6 separate regions of the Sus scrofa genome follow, and all the other regions are linked to region 1. The links are chromatin contacts, called in public HiChIP or PLAC-seq and promoter capture Hi-C maps. All regions are on one chromosome and are shown on one strand. The core of a region is the stretch at or near the end of the contact, and the rest is flanking DNA. Distances in the headings are between cores, read along the strand shown. Region 1 holds the start of PCBP1 (poly(rC)-binding protein 1). Region 2 holds the start of SNRNP27 (U4/U6.U5 small nuclear ribonucleoprotein 27 kDa protein). Region 3 holds the start of FAM136A (protein FAM136A). Region 4 holds the start of PCYOX1 (prenylcysteine oxidase 1). Region 5 holds the start of MXD1 (max dimerization protein 1). Region 6 holds the start of TIA1 (nucleolysin TIA-1).

Region 1 (2,971 bases), core at 291-2,790:
GAAAAGCTTATAAAACTAAATATGAATCCCAGCATTAACAGCTGAACAGAGAATGTGATTTTTAAATTCTTAGCGGATGATAAAGTTGTGTAGAAACTGAACACTTACAAATTATTTAAAACCTGGAATCACTGACCAGAAATTACACAGTTGGATCATGGGAAAACAGCAGAAAGGGGTTATGAGTGAACCTACACTGTTCTAGCTGCACCCCATGCCCTTCTCAGAGGAAAGCCTGGCATTGATTAGATATTGGGCCAGACTAATACTGGCAGCAGAACCAGTGATAGTAACCTGCCTACCAGAAGAGCCTTCCACTGGATTGGCAATTTTGATCTGGGCCCCGGACATCTGGCGGATCTCATTAATGTTGGCGCCTTGGCGCCCGATTATGCAGCCAATTAAGTTATTTGGAATGGTGAGTTCATGGGTGGTTTGAGTAGATGCATCCAAACTTGCCCAATAGCCTTTCACCTCTGGAGAGCTGGAGTCAATTCCGGCGAATCCGGTCCCGCCGTGCATCATGGCAAAGTGAGACTGTTGTCTTGCCACCTGGTTCAGCTTGGCCAGATCGAGCGGAGAAATGGTGTGTTGTCCTTGAATCGAGTAGGCATCTAGAGGTGTTCCCTCCAGGTCATGGGTGGCATGAGGGTAGCCCGCAGCGTCGCTGCACCGATCTTGGCCGCCCGCGCAGATGACCGGAGAGCTGGCCGGCATGGGCTGGTACGGAATGGTCATGACTCTCCCTTGCGGAGACTGGGAGAGCGTCTCCAGCATGACCAGGCAGATCTGCTTGACACACTCGGTGACAGACTGCGGCACGCCAGCAATGGTGATGGCCCGCTCGGTAGAGTTGGGCAGCATATCCCCCGCCACCTGGACCTGGGCCCCCGTACTCTCGCGGATCTCTTTGATCTTACAGCCGCCTTTCCCAATCAGGGAGCCGCACTGGGTGGCCGGCACCACGAGCCTCAGGGTGACCGGGGGCCTGCTGGCCGCCGTGCTGTTGGTCATGGAGCTGTTGATATCTTCTTCCAGCTTGTCGATGATCATAGCGAAGGCCTTAAAGATGGCATTGGTGGGGCCGGTCAGAGTGATGATTCTCTCCGGACAATTCCCCTCCGAGATGTTGATCCGCGCGCCACTCTCCTCGCGGATCCTCTTAACCGACTCCCCTTTCTTCCCAATAATGCTTCCTACTTCCTTTCCGTGCATAAGCAGCCGAATGGTGAGAGTCACATTTAGTCCACTTTCAGTCACACCGGCATCCATGGCGAGCGGCGGGCGGCGTTCGGGGGAGTTGGGCTCGTTACGTGGTCAAGTCTTTGGTGGCTGGCGGGGGGAGGGGAGGTGTAGGCCCAAAACTGCCGGCGCGAGGCGAGCGAGGGCCGCGGGAGCGAGCGGGCGCGGGAGGGAGGCCGCGGCGTCGTCGCAGGGGCGGGCGGCGGCGGCGGAGGGGGCGAGCGGGGCCGGGAGCGGCGGGCGGGCGGGTGGGCGAGGGCGCGGCGGTGGCGACTCCGGCGGCAGCCTCGGCGGTCTGGGCGGGGCGGGAAGCCCGCTTTCAACCCCGCGTACCCTCTGACCCCGGAAGTGCTTGTGCGCAGGACCCCTTGAAAAAAAAAAGAGGACCCATGGTTTTTAGGTCACAAGATTACGCCAATCCCCATGGAATAGTTTTTTAGAAAACCCTTTTACCAGCCTAGCATTGAAAATAAAGCCCCGGTGGGTAAAAGCTGTGAGTCCGGCAAGGCTTAAAAACGAACATGTATTCTATTAACCCTAGAGGCGCCGGCGGATGATTGGAAATGTAGTGTTGTGAATGACGGTGCGACACATTATTTTTCCTCTCTATAAAAGCGATTTGGACACGGAGCGACTCGGACAGCCCCGGGAGAAACTGCAGGCGGCAGCTAGGACGCCGCGGGTTTAAAACGTGCGCGTGAGGCAGCCAGAGCGCGTGCGCGAGGGTGTGGGGAGGATGGGAGGGGCAACTGTGGTCTTCCGGGGGGAGGGGCGGCGAGGCGAGGCCCGCTGGGCGGGCGCGGGCGCGGGCGCGCGCCGGCGGGCGGGCACGTGGGGCCCCTTCGTCCTCGGCGTCCGGGCGCCCCGCGCCAGCCCCCACCCCCTCCCCGCCACCGCGGAGGCGGCCTGTGAGGAGAAAGGCCGAAAGCCCTCCTGCGCCGCCGCCAAATTCGCGGCTCTACTGATGGTTTCTGGGAAGTGTTAGAAACATGGCCATAAAGAGTATGGCGTCCATTTACATAATGCTTTGTCTGCATTTTGCAACTTTGTTAGACCCGCAGAAACCCCCACCTCCTGCGCAGGTGTTTAGTCGCTGCCACCTTGTCAGACATTTCAGACAGTGGCGTTCATTTAGGGCACCGCATTTACCCGTGCTCGGGGAGTTCCTGCGGTTTTCCCCGCCAAGGTTAAGCTCCCGCTACTGCACATCGGCCTTTTCCCGCATGGTGCAGCCGCCGCGCCGCGCCCGCGCTCTCTGGGGGCGGCCCCCAACCGGGCCCGCCATCTTGGAAGGCCTTTGCTGCCGAGTGTCCAGCCGCGGGTTCCTCTCGCTAAAGAAAGGTCGCTGGGGTGGTTGGTGTGGCAGTTGTGATTTCTGCCCTTTCCCCTTTCCTTTGGCTGAGCCTGACAGAAAAGACCGGGTGCTTAGCGTCCTTCCGGATCCCTGAGAGAAAGCGGCTAACGTGGCGGCCCCTCCGCCCCCTCCTTCGTCCCCGCGGGCGTAGCCGCCATGTTTCCTGAACACAAAATGGCGACACGTGGCCTGGATTCGTCGCCAACGAGAAATTGGGGTCGGCCTGAAAGCTCTAGAACGCGCCCCTCCCCCCTCCCGGCTCCGGATGCCGGTGGGTTGGGGCCTTTCCCGTGCAGCGAGTACTCTTACCAGATAGGAGTGAAACCCTGCAGGCTGGTCCCAACCTCAGCGGGCGAATTTTATTGTAATTTTCAA
Region 2 (3,101 bases), core at 111-2,610, 190 kb after region 1:
CCCCCATTTTACAAATGGGATTGTGAGGTTTAGAATAAACCTCATAGGATGAAGTTCCCTTCATTTCAGGAAATTAAGTCCCTTTATAAGTGATACAAACAAAGTTAAGGGCAGTGAATACTTACGCAGTTGCGTGAGACTTGCGGTAAAACTTCTGATAATTTTCTGCACTTACCTGGAACGTCTTCTGTGGGGGGAACGAGAGCGGCTCCTTCTCCGATCTCGCTCGCGGGACCGGGACCTTTCTCGGCGCCTGCGTTCTCTCTCCCGGGATGTGGACCGGGATCTCCTACGCTCTAACACAAACACACAAAATTGCAGAGTCAAAAATTACTTCAAACACCTATAGCTGCGTCATCCAACGGAACTATCATGTGAGCCACTTTTAGTTGTCACATTAAAAAAGTAAAAAAGACACTGACAAAATTAATTTTAACAGTATATATTTAACACAATATAGTCAAACTATTATCATTTACATGTACTGTTACAAAGAAATATTAGATATTTTATATTTTTTCCCTGCACTAAATCAAGGAAATCTGGTGTGTATTCTACACTTAAAAACAGGAGTTCTCAATTCAGATTGAGATCATGTTAACTTTTAAGATCAAATCTGATTAGTTGAACAAGGGGACAGAGCCAAGGGCCTAAGTGAGATCTCCCGATCGAAGTCTCGGCTTCTCTACCCCTTTGTGGGGACGGGGGCCAGAAGACATTACGAAGTGAGCTCCCTGCACAAAAACTCCCAAACAACGATTTCCCTATAAACTGGAAAGGAAACACTGAGCATCGAAGAACCTGGCGGTTACCATACGCTGAGTGTTACGGAGTGTGTCATCAATTTTCACGGCAGTTTTTAAAAATAGTGTTACCCACCCACCCCACCCCCATGTCTAATTATTACTGGAATTCGGACACAGGAAGATTGGACGGTTTGCATTCGGCCACTTACAAATCAAGGGAAACATGGTCTGATTCTAAATGCCCCAGCCACACGACAATAAAGGTTACTGTACGAGGCTGACAAAGTCTCGGCCAAACCCTAACTTTGGAATAAAACTGCCTTCAAACCGGAGGGTTGAAGCGTGTAGGGCCCGGGTCTTCGTTCCCCCATCTACCTCCGCTCTTCTCCTCAGGAAGAAAGGGTCGCCTCCTCTGCTGCCCCTAAACTGGGGGGAAAGGGGGAACAGGTCTCCAGCGGAGCCCCAGATCCTAAAAAGTGCTTCTGGACTTACCCCTCCGCGGAGAGCGGCTGCGGCTGCGACCCATTCGGAGTCCTCTTCCACCTCACACCGCCCCGGAAACGACTTTGCAACTTCCGGGGGGCCCGGAACTGACCTTTCACCGCCGACTGGAAAACGACAAACGACTCGCCAGGGTTCCGGTTTCTAAAGCCTGGAGGCGGTAGTGAGCTTGTTGTGACTCTAGCGGCTACGCCGCGACGCTCCCTCTCACAGTGTAGGGATTCAGTTGAGAACAGAGTTGGCATCTCTCTCCCTCCAACCCCCCTTTTCGCGGTGGCTTCCCCATCTTCTCTGTGGGCCTTAAACTATGCTACCTGATGCTGTTACAGAAATGTCTGGGAAGGGCTGTATATAAACCACACTAACACAGACCTCATTTTCCCTCATTTTCCTTTGCAACTGTCTTGTCCACATGCATATTTCATATCAGACCAATTCTAAATATTGCACGTACAAACAGTTTAAGTCCACACGGGGAAACACTAGGGTGGATCAGGTGGCAGAGAAGCAAAGGGAAAGAAAACATGGGTGAGAGCTTTTATTGAGTTTTGTGGGAAGGAATAGCAGAGGCAGGCATGTTAGCTAAACAGGTTTACGATTACTAATTTGAATAATTTCAGCGGGCCTTGGGATGTAGGGGCTGTCCGATGCCTATACTCCCGAGTTTGGCAGGGAAGGTGGGTTGCTGAGTACAGGCTTTCCACTGGCTAGTCTGCATATGAAAGGCACGGTCAGAAGGAAATCTTTTGCTGTCTCTGGGAATTAGCTGGCCCCAGGAAGGGCAGTCTCAGCAATGCCCTAGATGACAAAACACCAGAAAAAAATTAAAAAGGTATGATTAATAAAATTATTCATACAAATATTACACACCTATGTACCAGAGTATTAATCAGTGCAAAAGACACAAGTCAGCTCTTGACTAGGGTGCAGTCAAGTGAGGGATACAAACAAGTATAGTGTCAAGATGCATTGATGGGGCTGATCAAGATATTATGTGTACATAATAGGGGTACCTGCTTTGAGGGGGAGGGTTGTCAAGAAAAGTTTCCAGGGGGAAATGATGTTCAAACAAGACCTTAAGGTTGAAATACCAATTAGTCAGGTAAAATGGGGTGACTTCTGTGGTGGGGACAGGTGTAAGATTATCCAGGCAGAGATTGCAGGTGCCAGGGCAAGAGGCAAGGGAGAGGACAGGCTGAAAGTAAAGAACTAAAGTATGGCAGCTACCTAGGGAGCAAGGAGGGAAAGGTAGAGGCTAGAAGCCTCGTGAGCTACGGTAAAGAATTACCCTGAGGCAAAAGCAATTGAGAGCCTTTTAAGGGTTTTGAGGATGAGAGGGAATCACAACTGAGTTTATTCAGAGGATACTTTGTGTAATGTGGAGTTTTCACTAGAGGGGAAAACACATAGGGAAGAAGGTACAATAATCTATATTGGAAATTACAGTGGCCTGTACTAAAATGGTACCAATTGGTAAGGTGGAAAATGGCTGAATTTGAGAAATAATTGGTAAAACTGGGAAAACTTGGTCATTTTTTGATGCAGAGGATGAAGGAATTAGGATTCAAGCATAATGTCCGGGTTTCTGGTTTGTGAAACTGGGTAGATGGCAGCATCATTTACTAAAATAAGGCATATACATTTGGAGAAAGGAGCTATGTTCAGATCTGGACGTGCCCCTTTGAATACCAAAAAGGAGATGCCAAGTAGATGTGCCTGGAAGAAAGATCTAGGCATTAGGGAACCACTGACTGAAACCATCCGCCCTTGGCCAGGAATGATAATCTTTTGCATGAGGTGTCTTACAACAGGAGGTCCCAATTAGTAACAAGGTGCTGTGGCCAAAAACTAACT
Region 3 (2,943 bases), core at 382-2,881, 190 kb before region 1:
TCTTTTTTTTTTTAGAAGCATGTAGAAATTCCCAGACCATGGATAGAACTTGCACCACAGGAGAGACTTGAGTTGTTGCAGTGACAACACTGGGTCCTTAACCTGCTGTGCCACAATGGAAGTCCTATGTAGTGAATTTTTATGGGCTGGGTAACTTCATAGGCTAATGAGTGGAAAGATTATTTCAACTATTAGGGGAAGAGGGGTGAGGATTTCCAGGAATTAGGCCACTGCCCACTTTTTGGCCTTTTATGGTGGGCCTTGAAACTATCATGTCACCTATGAGCATGTCATTTAGCAAGCCAGTGTATTACAATGACCGAATAATGAGGCTTAAGGTCCATTGGAAGTCGAATCATCCACCATCTTGGCCCTAGTTGGTTCCAATAGGTTCCTGCAATATCCTCAAGGGCTAGGCCATTCTCTCAAAGGTTATGCCTCATCCCCCTTTCCTCCTGTTTCAATTTCACTTCTAGATATTGACCCAAGAGAAATGGAAATCTATGCCTACAAAAGACTTGCTCAAGGATGTTCTTAGTCACCATTTTATTCAGAACAGCTGGGAGTTCCTTTTGGCTCAGCAGAAATTAATCCAACTAGTATCCATGAGGATGCAGGTTCAATCCCTGCCCTCGTTCAGTGGATCAGGGATCTGGCATTGCTGTGAGTTGTGGTGTAGGCCCGCAGCTGTAGCTCTGATTTGACCCCTATCCTGGGAACTGCCACATGCTGCAGGTGCAACCCTAAAAATTTAAAAAAAAAAAAAAAAAAAAAAACAGCTAATAACTGGTAAAGACCCAAAAGTCCACCAACAGGGGAGTGGAAAAACAAATTGTAGTATGTCCATTCAACAGGATTCAGCAGCAAAAAAAGAACTGAAGATATGGTTCAATCTCAAAAGCACTCTTGGAGTTCCCATGATGGCTCAGCGGTTAACAAATCGACTAGGAACCATGATGCTGCGGGTTCAATCCCTGGCCTTGCTCAGTGGGTTAAAGATCTGGCGTTGCCATGAGCTGTGGTGTAGGTCGCAGATGTGACTCAGATCTGGCTTTGGCTGTGGCTGTGGTGTAGGTGGCAGCTATAGCTCTGATTGGACCCCTAGCCTGGGAACCTCCAGATGCTGCAGGTGCAGCCCCAGAAAAGACCAAAAAATAAAAAAAATAAAAAGCATTATGTTTAGGTGAAGAGGCCAGGCCCCCAAAAAGTACATATTAACGAGATATATATATATATAATATTTTATATATATAAATTATTCTAGAAAGGGAAAATGTAATCCCTAGTGATAGAAAGCAGATCAGTGGCTGCCTGGGGTCAGGAGTGAGGGAATAGGGAGAGAATGGACAGAGGTTAGGAAAGGGCAAGATTTGCTAAAACTCATCAAGCTGTTTACACCTAAGACCTTCGCACTTACTATATGTTACTTACATTAAATATCTTTAAAGAATTTTAGTGGAAAGGGAGAGGGACAGAAGGCAGAGAAAGAGGAAATAACCTTCCCTGAGCTCTCGCAGAGGACAGAGGTGGGCGGGCAAAATGAAGAAGCCCAAACAACCGGGGGGGGGGGGGGGGGGAAGCGTCGCTGACGCATGGGGGCGGGGCCAGGGAGTGGGGCGGGAGCAGGCCTCCTGGCGTGCAGTTGCTCCTCTCTGGACGCTAGGCGGCGGCGTGGGCTCTTGGAAGGACGCGCCGCTGTGACCCGCGAAGCTGCGCGGAGCGGGCGGGCCGGTGCGCCTGAGTCCATGTGGGCGCCGGCGCGGCAGGGAGCAGCTGGGGTCGCCATGGCGGAGCTGCAGCAGCTCCGGGTGCAGGAGGCAGTGGACTCCATGGTGAAGAATCTGGAGAGAGAGAACATCCGGAAGATGCAGGTAGCCGGGCGGAGGCCGATCGAGGGGGGAGCCCCAGCGGTCCGGAACTCCTGGCCCCTTCCCGCAGCCGCTGCGCCATATCCAGCACCAGTGCCCTCCTCCCCGCACACCCGGGTCGCGATGTCCCTGGGGTCGTCGCGGCGTCCTCAGACAAAACCTCTGAAGCTTCGACTGAGCGGATGAAATCTGTGCGCTCTTGCCACGCGCAAGGCCGTTTGTCCCCTAGACCAGGCGGGGGGAGGGGTGTTCCGGGACCAGGGTTAAAAGTCTCTCGTGTGAGGCGTTCGGCCTCCCGCACCTCCCCCTTTTTCGCGGCCCCTTCTGCAGGTGAGCAGCCCGAGGCCGGAAAAAGAGCATGGCCAAAGGCGAAAGACCGGAAAGGCGAAAGCGCTAGGCCTTCTCAATGGCCAGGTCATGCCCGGTTCTGTTGCATCGAACCCGGCTCCACAGCTTATATGCTGTTCTGCTTTGATCCCCTAAATGTTTTGTGGCTGTTGGTCCTTCTTTCCTAACCGAATTGTGAGTTTCCCTTGTAAAGGTGACCCTGGAGTCAATTAGTAGACCAGTTGCCCCCTGGTGGGAGTAGGTTACTAGGTTGCTGACCTCTGAATCCTGTGATATAGGCTCCTCGTTTTCAGAACTTGGCTTTATCTGACCTTCGCCACCTTCCCTGTCCACTCAGCCTTCAATACCACAAGTGCCAATGAGTTAGCAGCAAGGAGGCGGTGAGGTACTCCACTGGGCACCAAGGATAATATTTCCATTCATGGTTTTAAGGCCCTGAAATCTGTTATAAGGAGAGGTACAGGTATAGACACTCCTGGCCTCTATTGCACTCCTTGGTCATCTCTGCCCTGGAGGCTTCCCTACCTAATCTCTCTCTGCCCTCCTTCCACAGGGCCTCATGTTCCGGTGCAGTGCTGGCTGCTGTGAGGACAGCCAGGCATCCATGCAGCAGGTGCATCAGTGCATCGAGCGCTGCCATGCACCTCTGGCTCAAGCCCAGGCCCTGGTCACCAGTGAGTTGGAGAAGTTCCAGGTGAGCAATATCCCAATCAGAGTACTCTAGCCC
Region 4 (3,017 bases), core at 377-2,876, 160 kb before region 1:
TTACCAGCTTCTCTATAAAAGACAATTAACAAGGCAGAAAAGTTTCAGATCCCTATCTAATAACAACATCCATGGATGTTGAAGTCTGCTTAGCTCTAAGAAGAAATCACATACCCAGGTCCTTGACAAAACGCTTCATGTGCAGATTTAAAGGATGGATGATAGAACCTCCTGACTCATATTCTTGCCCCTGCATAGTCAGGGTCGCCAAACGGCCGCCCACCTCTCCTTTTTCAAAAACATCAATCTTCACATCTTTCCCAAATTTCTGCCGCAGATAATAGGCTGCTGAAGTGCCACCAATTCCAGCTCCAATGACCGCTAGAGGGGGAAAAAAGAAACAGTTTTTTCCCTCTTATCAGCTTTGTAGGTTTCGTTTTTTGAAAGACTGTTAACAGACGTTACTTTAGGCTATTAACAACTTAGGGAAGCCTGGGGACAGGGAGGCAAGTGACAGCTGCTGTGAAGATAGAACTCTGAATCTGGACAGTCACTGCCTCCAGGCAAAAGTGATAATAGATAAACTTACAAACTGACACTAATTTTTTTCCCCCAATGCCCCAAGATTCTCACAGTTCTTTGCGGAGGCACCAAGTGGCCCGCACACCATTCTTTGTGACCAATACATGGGAACAGAGGAGGTGGGGCCCTTCCAGCACGCATTTTAAATAAAGTGGCCGCCATTTTTGCCTACATTTGCTCTGTCTCGTTAATGTGAACAGGTTAATGATCCCAAAGAACACAGCTTTAAGGGGAATTTAAAAAGCAAAGCAAAAGAAAACAGAGCAAAACACCAAAAAGACTGAAACTAAGAGTGAATGCTTCGGCTGTGTAGTCGTTCTAGGCAGAAAACTGTGCAAGCCAGTGGCCTCTGCGAGCAGGCAAACTTCAGCGGAGCAGCCGGGCCGGGCTGGGGAATGGGTAGAGCTGCGGGGCGGGGCGGCGAGGGCGCCGAAGCCCATCAAGGGAAGGAGACGCGGTCAGCGCGGTCAGGTTGTTTGCACTGCTCGGTGTGCTGTGCCCTCGTGGGCCTCTCAACTGCAGAGCGGAAGCGGCCTGTCGCTCCCGGACCAACCAGGGGACTGTCCTCCCGCAACTGCAGCAAGAGAAGTCGGCAGGAGGGGCCTCAGCCTCCTCGGAGCCCCAGGCCTCCGAGACAGGGGCCGCAGGGACGCTTGGCTCCCGCTCCCCGGCCCAGGTCTACCCCTCTACAGCCAACTCCTCAAATGGAGATGTCTTCACCCTCGGGAAAGCGCGGTCCCTGGGGCGCGAGCCGGAATGGGCTCCGCTTGCGCGGAGGGCTCATTCGGCGCTGCTCGGCGGGTGTCACAGGTGCCGGGCCTAGTGTATCAGCCTGCCGCCGCCAGGCACCGGGCTTATTCCCGCCACCTCCGCCCTGCGCTGCCTCCTTCTCGCCTACCGATCTTCTCTGGCGGGGACCGCGGCGCGGCGCTCCCGGGGCACCCCCAGCTGCACAGAAGTAGCAGCCCCAGCCACAGCCCGAAAGTCAAGAAGCAGGGGAGCCCGCCAGCGAGGGGCTTCATGGTTCTCCCAGTGCTGCAGTCGTACTAGAGCGCCCGGCGGTCCGCCCGCATTTGAGCCTGCGCTCTCCGCTCGCCCCGCCCCCTAGCTGGCCTCGCCCCTCCAAGCCCCGCCCAGGCCCGTCCCCAGCTCAGGCACCTGATACTCCAAGGCCACCCTTCCTCCAGAAGCTACAACGCAATCCTCTCGGTCCCCCAAGTCCTCCTTGCACCTCTGAAGCCCAGGCTGCTTCAGGGAGTTGCCAAAGGCCCCAGAGGAGGCTCACCCCAGCTTTTAATTTCATCAATACTGCCCTCTTCTGTTGATTCAATCGCTCAGGCTCAAAGAATGCACACAGCAAACCACTGTTAGAAACGGACAAGGGTGCCCCAAATACTTACTGAGTGATCACCGTGTTCACTATGTTCGAGATTTGTTGGGTACAAGATGACTGGGTAAAGGGTGCTAGGTGAAAGGGAAAATGACAGAGACCAGGGATGGGGTGGTCCAAACTGAAGGAAGTGGAAAAATAGTAACAGATATAAACGAAAGTCGTGTGTGTACTCGTATCATACGGAACATTAGGCAAACATTTAAAAGAATGCAGGCTTTGTATCTATTGTCCCAGTATTGTTCGGTCATAAAAGCTGTTGAGAAAGTGATGGGTGTCATATGATACTATTTCTGTAATTAAAATATCCCACCCAGGGAGTTCGCATTGTGGCTCAGCAGGTTAGGAACCTGACTAGTATCCATGAAGACTCAGATTTGATTCCTGGCCCCACTCAATGAGTTAAGGATCCAGCGTTGCTCTGAACTGTGCTGTACGTCACAGATGTGGCTCAGATCTGGCCAGGCTGTGGCTGTGGCTGTTGCTGGCAGCTGCAGCTTAGATTTGCCCCTTGCCTGGGAACTTCCATATGCTCTAAATGTGGCCCTTAAAATACATATCTATATCTATATCTACATATATCACACCCAATCAAAAAGGGGGGGGAGAAAAACTAGTACGTGAATGTGAAGAACAGTATATGGATGGAAGGAAAATAAGTTAAATAAAAAGAAAGTTTAAACTACTGCAAAATAAAGGATTTACTTAGTGGACAATTATTTATTGAGCTCCTTCCACGTGGCAGGCAATGTTATTATAGGTACTTGAGAAAAACCAGTGAACAAAACAATTTTTAAAATATTTATCCTAATGACGTATACATTCTAGTGAAGGGAAACAAATGACAATTAGAATAAGTAAGCAAATGACATAATATAGAGTGGAGGAAAAAAAAGTGGAGAATGGCTTGCAATTTTAAATAGGATAGTCAGATCAGGCCTCACTGAGCAGGATGGCACTTGAACAAAAGTTTGCAATAATTGAGAGAGTGGACCAGGTGAATATTTGGAGAAAGAGCTTTCTAAAAAAGGAAAATGCCTGGCATATATGAGGAAAAGCAAGGAGGCCAGTGGAGCACAGCAAGAAAGAGGGAATGGAGGTGTTA
Region 5 (2,860 bases), core at 66-2,565, 160 kb after region 1:
TCCTTTCAACCCAAACAGAAGGGCTTCCTCCAGTGCCTTAAGAGCATGTGGACATGACTGAGCCTGAATACCACTTCATTTACAGGGCTATCACTTCCATTCTGCAATTTGTATCATCCGCAGTATAATCTAAAAGAGAAAGGGAAATATTTACCAAATTACCTGCTACTGCTGTTGTTCTTCTTGGATTTGCTCCTCCGTTTTAAGGCATCTCTGTCCTTGTTATTGTATGGTAACATGGAGGCATAACCATGTTCAGCTTCTAGAAAACCGGAGGATCCAGTTAATGAATGAGCCCAGAACGTTCAATACTCTCTCCCCTCCCTGAGAAATTGATTATTTAATGAGAAATTGATGTATTTCTCATTAATAGAATATTGTGGAAATAATAAAACGGAACAAGGTGGAATTCTCAGAACAATGATTGCCTTTTTAAATTGAGTGTGAATACCCTCAGTTCGGAGCAGGTGGAAGGAGCATTCCAGCTGCTCATTGTTGAGAAAGACACAGCAAGTCCCATGGAGCCTGGGTTTCCCATTGGCAGCGTCCAGCAGGTTGGTGTGTAGTAAGTGGGACCAGCCTCAGGCGAAGGGGCAGGGTGAACACCGGGACTCAGAGCCGGAAAAGGAGGATGGGGGACAGGGGAGGCGCTGCCCCTCCGGCTGGGATACCCGGAGCCAGGTCCACTTGAGGGCCGGCCGGGACGGCCCTGGCTGAGGGAACCCCAGGCACCACACTCGCTACGGGGTGGGGAGGGGGCGACGCTCAGGACCCCGGGGACAGCAGCCCCTTTTCCACCCCCATTCATTGCCTCTGGGCAGTGGCGGCCTCCTTTCGGACCGCGCGTGGGGAGAGCTGGAGGGGTTGGGAGCGCTCGCGGTCGCGCTCTCAGCTCCTCCAACCACCCCCGGAGCGGCCGGGCGCCCAGACCCTCAGCCAGGCCTCTCAGAGCCCCCGGCCCCTGCTCTGGCCGGACCCCTCACGTCCCCGTGCACCTCTCTCCCGCCGCTCCAAGTAGTCCGCCGCCTCCAGCAGCATCTGGATGTTCATCCGAACCGCCGCCGCCATTCTGCACCGGGGGCCGGAGCCACGGGACCAACCCCCACTGCCCACGGGTTTGCCGCCGCCGGACACGCGCGCCCCACTGAGGACCCGGCAGAGCAGGGTTGAGAGAGCCTCTCTTGCGACCACGCTCGCCAGAAGGGGGAGGGGACCGGTGAGCTGGGCACCGCCGACACTGACAGAACCCAGAGAAGAGCAGCAGCCGCCACCGCCGCGGAGTGTTTATCCCGACTCACCGTCCCCCCGCCCCCAGCCCCTTCTCTTGACAGGCCCGCTTCGGCTGCGTTCCTCATTGGGCACCCCAGAGAATGCCCCGCCCATGGCCTTGTGCGATTGGGGGAGGGAATCACGGCCCCGCCCCCCAGAGTCCACTCCTCTTGTTGGTTGGTCACGCTTGACAAGGCCCGGGCTCCACCCCCTCTTCCCAATTGGTGACAGGACTCGCAACTCCGCCTTGTGCTCCTTCCCTGTTTTCCATTGGTTCTATACTGACAACCGGGGCCCCTTCTGCTTTGTTAGTATTGGCCAAGAGGTACAGAAAGCAAGCCACTTTGCCTGTCTCCCATTGGGGGAGCCTTCCGACACCGCCCAGCTATGATGACGTCGCCTTTCCCCAGGCCAGCGAACCCTGAACGGGTGGTGGTCAGCAGCCCGGCTACTCCTCCCCGGATCTGGCTTTGGCTGGAAGGGCTGACCCCGGCGCCGCAAGCCGCGCTGATTCACCGGCTGCCCCGGGGCGCGGCTCCACCCGGCTCCGCCTGTTGCCGAGACCTGTCTCCGGGGAAAAGTTTCGAGGACCTGCTGGGCAACCCTCAAGTGGAAGGTGGCGCCGAGCGTCACCTGGGCGCTGTGTCCCGCTCCGGTTCGGGGCCGGGTCCCTGGGTCCGCCGACAGCGACCCAGAGGTTCCAGACGTCCTGGGACTTGGGCGGCTGAGGGCACCGCAGAGAATCCCCTGAAGGGAGCGGCCCGCAGCCCGAGAACAGGGCGGTGGGCCTGAGACTCTGCCAGGCGCCACGTGGCTGTTGGGCTTGAGGGGAAAAGCCTGTCTCCTGTTAAATGCTCGCCGCCCAGCCTTTTCTCTTCTCAAGTGCTGGAATGGGGCAGCTGCATGCAGCGCTGGCCTCTCCAAAGGCACGACCCTCGCCGCAGGTGCTGCTAATTACTTCCTCACGCGAGTGGGTTTTAAAAGCTCGGAAACTTCCTATACCTGCAGGTTGACGTGGAATCCTGAGATTCTTTCATAAATATCTTCCCTTTTCTAGACGAAAACGTTCAAAAGAATACTTCCTTTTCGAGACGGCTATAAACGGTGTTTGTGTTGGGGGTGGTACCAATATAAATGTACATAAAAAACTTGAAGAATTGTTCCCTAAACCTATGACGATTCCTGAGATATCTCCATTTTAAAAAGCAGAAATAAAACTGTTGGTAAATTGAGAATCCTGAAGGTAGAAATGAGTGAAGCATGAACATATTTAACAAAGCTTTTAAAAAAAAGTTTATTGTTGTCAGTATATGAAAACAATAGCTTATACGTGTGAGGTAAATTACCTACATTATCCTAATCCTTAATATAATCCCATTAGATAGGTTAATTACCTACATTTTGCATATGAGGAAACTGAAGCCCGGAGACGCTAAATGAGTTTCCTAGACATTCATTCAGCCAGAAATGGAAACTGAACCTAGATCTGTTTCACCCAGAGCCCAGGCTATCAATGTTCTTGTTGGTAGCTCTAAAAACAAGACAACTAAGAAACAGATTTCCATATGAGTCACAAACACTGGGGAAAGAG
Region 6 (2,953 bases), core at 240-2,739, 140 kb before region 1:
TGTGTTTGTGGGAGAAGGTGAGCTCCACATCTTACTCCTCCACCGTCTTGATCCTAACCCCCTCACAGCTTTCTGAAAGACTGTCTCCTGGGTTATAATCTTTAGGTTGGCTCAAATAAAATTCTCTATTTCTTTCTTAGGTTGACTATTAATTTTTAAGGTTGACTATTAATTTTTCAGAGACAATATGAAATGTCCTGAATAGACAAATTTATAGAAACACAAAAATAGTGGGTTGGGGAGAGGGGCGGGATGGGGAATAGGAAGTAACTGCTAATTGTACAGCTTTCCTATTCAGGATGGTGAAAGTGTGCTAAAATTGATTATGAGATGGCTACACATCTCTGTGAATACACTAAAAAAACCACACTGAACTGCATATTTTAAATGGAAGAAATGTACATTATGCAAATTATATCTCAAAAAGTTTCTTAAAAAAATACAATCTACTATTAACATTTGTCTTATTCATCCTCAAAAGACTAATATTTGATATCTTTGAATGAAATCCTAAGAATGTGCAACAGATTCTAAAGACAAGTCCAAAAATGGTAATCCAAAATTATCACAGTCTAAAGGAACTACTTCAAAGAAGAGATCACATTTTTGAACACGGACATTCCCCAATGTTTAAATTTTTTCACATAAATTATAAAATGCAATACAAAATGCATAATGAGTATATTGAAGTACATTTCAGAACCCTAATTTTTCTGCCTCCCCCCCACCCACCCCAAAAGGACTGAAACTTGTATATGCCCCAATTCATATGGTTTTAGAATTCTTGGGACCGATTTGCATTAAATAAATATTTCTTTAATATTTTCCAATGTACACTGAGTACATAAAGAAAAACTCCGCAAAAATCTGGAAATACATGCCCGGCTTTCAAAAAGCTGCTTAACACCAACAAGACAAATTCTTCTTAATGAAACTCTTACTTTTTAAGTTTAAAAACAAATTTTAAATGAGATTTTTCCGTACTGAAAAAGTAGGAACATCCATTTAACTGTATTGGAATGAGAGAAATCATCACTTACATTAAGGGAAAGTAGCAATAGGCTTTTGTTTTTAAAGGAGTGAACGAACCTTCCTCATAGCTGTTCGGGAACGAAAGTTTGCTTGCTATTAGTTCTAAAGCATTTCTGCAAGAAGCATTACCGTCAGCGCCGCTGGTGTAGTGGTATCATGCAAGATTCCCATTCTTGCGACCCGGGTTCGATTCCCGGGCGGCGCATGGCCTTTTGCTTTGCCTTAGATTATTTTTATAGCTTTTTCTTCTTGTAGAAACACTTCGAACTTTTCATTTCCACGAATATTTATATTTCATTATAATTCACCGTTGAAACATTCGAATCGGGAGGTGGAATTCAATAAAGTTTACTGTAGTCCTGAAATAGTTAACCTTCACGCCTGCGCAGTCTGAGACAAATCCCTGGCGTGGTTGGAAGAGCGGCTGCGCAACAAGTGAATGTATGGACTGAGGTGTAGCCTGGCGGCCGGGAGGTTGAAAGTGCAAGATTCTTCTGCGCCTGCGCGGCCCGGGTCACTTCGCTGGCGGCTCCAAGGCTCCCGGCTCGCCGCCATCTTGTATCGGGGCTTCATTGTTCGCTCTGGGCCGGGTGGTTTAGTGTCATTGCTGTCGAAGAAGGAGGCGGAGTAACCTCCGGTCAGCCAAGAAACCCCCGCTATTCCGCAGCCATAGCCGCTCAAAAGATTTGTGAGGTAGTAAAGCGTAGGGAGCTGGACTCAGAGGCGCCGCCGCGACAGCAGCAGCCATGGAGGACGAGATGCCTAAGACTCTGTGAGTCTGGGGCAGCGATGAGGGGGGCGGGATGGTGGTGGTCCCGGAGCGAGGCTTCGGCTCAGCGCCGTTGCTCAGCCTATTGTTCCCCGTGGACGCCGCGATTTCGTGGCTCCTATTTTAGGCGCTCACCTGGCTGCCTAGGGACCGAGACCCCGGCTGTGAGAGGACGAGCTGGAGGGAGAGGGGGCTCAACCCTCTAAATTAGTCCCTACACGTTTACTACCCCACAGCGTGGCTTTTGGCTTCGCCCGGGGCCTTCTGTGGTTTTAGGCCAGGAGAAGACTTTTTAATTCAAACCTCTTTAGAACTTGGCGAGCCTTTTTGTCCCACGCTTTTCTTCTCCCCCCCCCCCACCCCGGCTTCTCGATTAACCTCTTTTCGAGCTTTATTTCCTTTCATTTTAGTTTTTTTCCCAGAAACTCTTCCTTTCATTTCCTTCTCGTTGATAGGCATTCTTCTCTTGAAAATGTTTGGACTCATTTTCCGGGAGGTAAACTTTATTCCCGCAGTTGCCAACTGGAAAAAAAGCCAGATGTTTTTCTTTGAACTTTTCTTTGGCTTTCCTTCTGTGGCACCCCCTCTCCAGATGAAAAAGTCTAAAATCGGACCCCTTGAGGATTTTGAAAGTGCTGTGTTTGTTTGTTTGTTTGGGGGTTTTTTTGTTTGTTTTTTCAAATGGAAATCTCACCCGGAGGGATAGATCTACTAAGGGGAAGTGGATCTAATACGTTTATATCTTCGCCTTCTACTTTTGTGATTGACATGACTCTGAAGGACTGGGGAGTTTTTAATGAAGCAGCAATTAATAAGTACCTTAACGTATTTAGTCACCTCTGGGAATTTTTAGAGGTAGTGTTAAATGATCTTCGTTTGGGATCTTTTCTTTGTCATGTAGCCTTCCCCAGCATTCTTTGTTTTTCCAAGTATAGTCGGATGAGGTGATCCTGCCTTTGTTGCTTTTCTCCAAAAGAAAGAAAAAAGCCCAATGAGTTTTTGATGTAGTTTTTTGTTTTTATTCTTAGGAAGACTGACAATTTGAGAACTCTATGCATTAAAAATGCGCCCTTCGGTTTCTTTTTGCAAGTCTCTAGATATCACTTATGAAGTACAATGTAATCAACTATTTTTTCACCACAGAAATAGTTG

Evidence for each region. Promoter capture Hi-C pulls out the DNA fragments that hold promoters and counts their contacts. HiChIP or PLAC-seq counts read pairs in DNA pulled down with a chosen protein or histone mark.
Region 2: an H3K27ac HiChIP or PLAC-seq map of alveolar macrophages shows a contact between it and region 1. The contact joins the promoter of SNRNP27 here to the promoter of PCBP1 in region 1. A contact is called at or near these places in 1 of 5 promoter capture datasets (fetal skeletal muscle) and 1 of 2 datasets of contacts at active chromatin or transcription factors (alveolar macrophages).
Region 3: an H3K27ac HiChIP or PLAC-seq map of skeletal muscle shows a contact between it and region 1. The contact joins the promoter of FAM136A here to the promoter of PCBP1 in region 1. A contact is called at or near these places in 2 of 2 datasets of contacts at active chromatin or transcription factors (alveolar macrophages and skeletal muscle).
Region 4: an H3K27ac HiChIP or PLAC-seq map of alveolar macrophages shows a contact between it and region 1. The contact joins the promoter of PCYOX1 here to the promoter of PCBP1 in region 1. A contact is called at or near these places in 14 of 47 Hi-C or Micro-C datasets (brain, embryonic fibroblasts, fetal skeletal muscle and 9 more) and 2 of 2 datasets of contacts at active chromatin or transcription factors (alveolar macrophages and skeletal muscle).
Region 5: a contact with region 1 is called in a promoter capture Hi-C map of liver, with 12 times the contacts expected there. The contact joins the promoter of MXD1 here to the promoter of PCBP1 in region 1. A contact is called at or near these places in 5 of 5 promoter capture datasets (fetal liver, fetal skeletal muscle, liver and 1 more), 26 of 47 Hi-C or Micro-C datasets (adipocytes, adipose tissue, alveolar macrophages and 16 more) and 2 of 2 datasets of contacts at active chromatin or transcription factors (alveolar macrophages and skeletal muscle).
Region 6: a contact with region 1 is called in a promoter capture Hi-C map of fetal liver, with 3 times the contacts expected there. The contact joins the promoter of TIA1 here to the promoter of PCBP1 in region 1. A contact is called at or near these places in 2 of 5 promoter capture datasets (fetal liver and liver), 13 of 47 Hi-C or Micro-C datasets (alveolar macrophages, brain, embryonic fibroblasts and 9 more) and 2 of 2 datasets of contacts at active chromatin or transcription factors (alveolar macrophages and skeletal muscle).

The regions. Positions count from the first base shown.
Region 1 is chr3:72,378,824-72,381,794 of Sscrofa11.1, forward strand. PCBP1 (poly(rC)-binding protein 1) reads right to left here and starts at 1,541. Exons shown (of 1, transcript XM_003125057.4): 1 at 1-1,541. The coding sequence starts at 1,272. The coding sequence ends at 202. The region is part of intron 3 of ASPRV1 (retroviral-like aspartic protease 1); the gene reads left to right.
Region 2 is chr3:72,564,663-72,567,763 of Sscrofa11.1, forward strand. SNRNP27 (U4/U6.U5 small nuclear ribonucleoprotein 27 kDa protein) reads right to left here and starts at 1,361. Exons shown (of 6, transcript XM_003481192.4): 1 at 1,239-1,361; 2 at 176-296. The coding sequence starts at 1,272.
Region 3 is chr3:72,189,287-72,192,229 of Sscrofa11.1, forward strand. It overlaps FAM136A (protein FAM136A), which reads left to right and starts at 1,632. Exons shown (of 3, transcript XM_003125051.6): 1 at 1,632-1,871; 2 at 2,770-2,910. The coding sequence starts at 1,746.
Region 4 is chr3:72,221,979-72,224,995 of Sscrofa11.1, forward strand. It overlaps PCYOX1 (prenylcysteine oxidase 1), which reads right to left and starts at 1,627. Exons shown (of 6, transcript XM_003354779.4): 1 at 1,421-1,627; 2 at 115-321. The coding sequence starts at 1,544.
Region 5 is chr3:72,543,987-72,546,846 of Sscrofa11.1, forward strand. It overlaps MXD1 (max dimerization protein 1), which reads right to left and starts at 1,316. Exons shown (of 7, transcript XR_002342619.1): 1 at 996-1,316; 2 at 163-262.
Region 6 is chr3:72,239,046-72,241,998 of Sscrofa11.1, forward strand. TIA1 (nucleolysin TIA-1) reads left to right here and starts at 1,490. Exons shown (of 13, transcript XR_002342584.1): 1 at 1,490-1,804. TRNAG-CCC (a tRNA gene) reads left to right here and starts at 1,167; the gene lies at 1,167-1,237.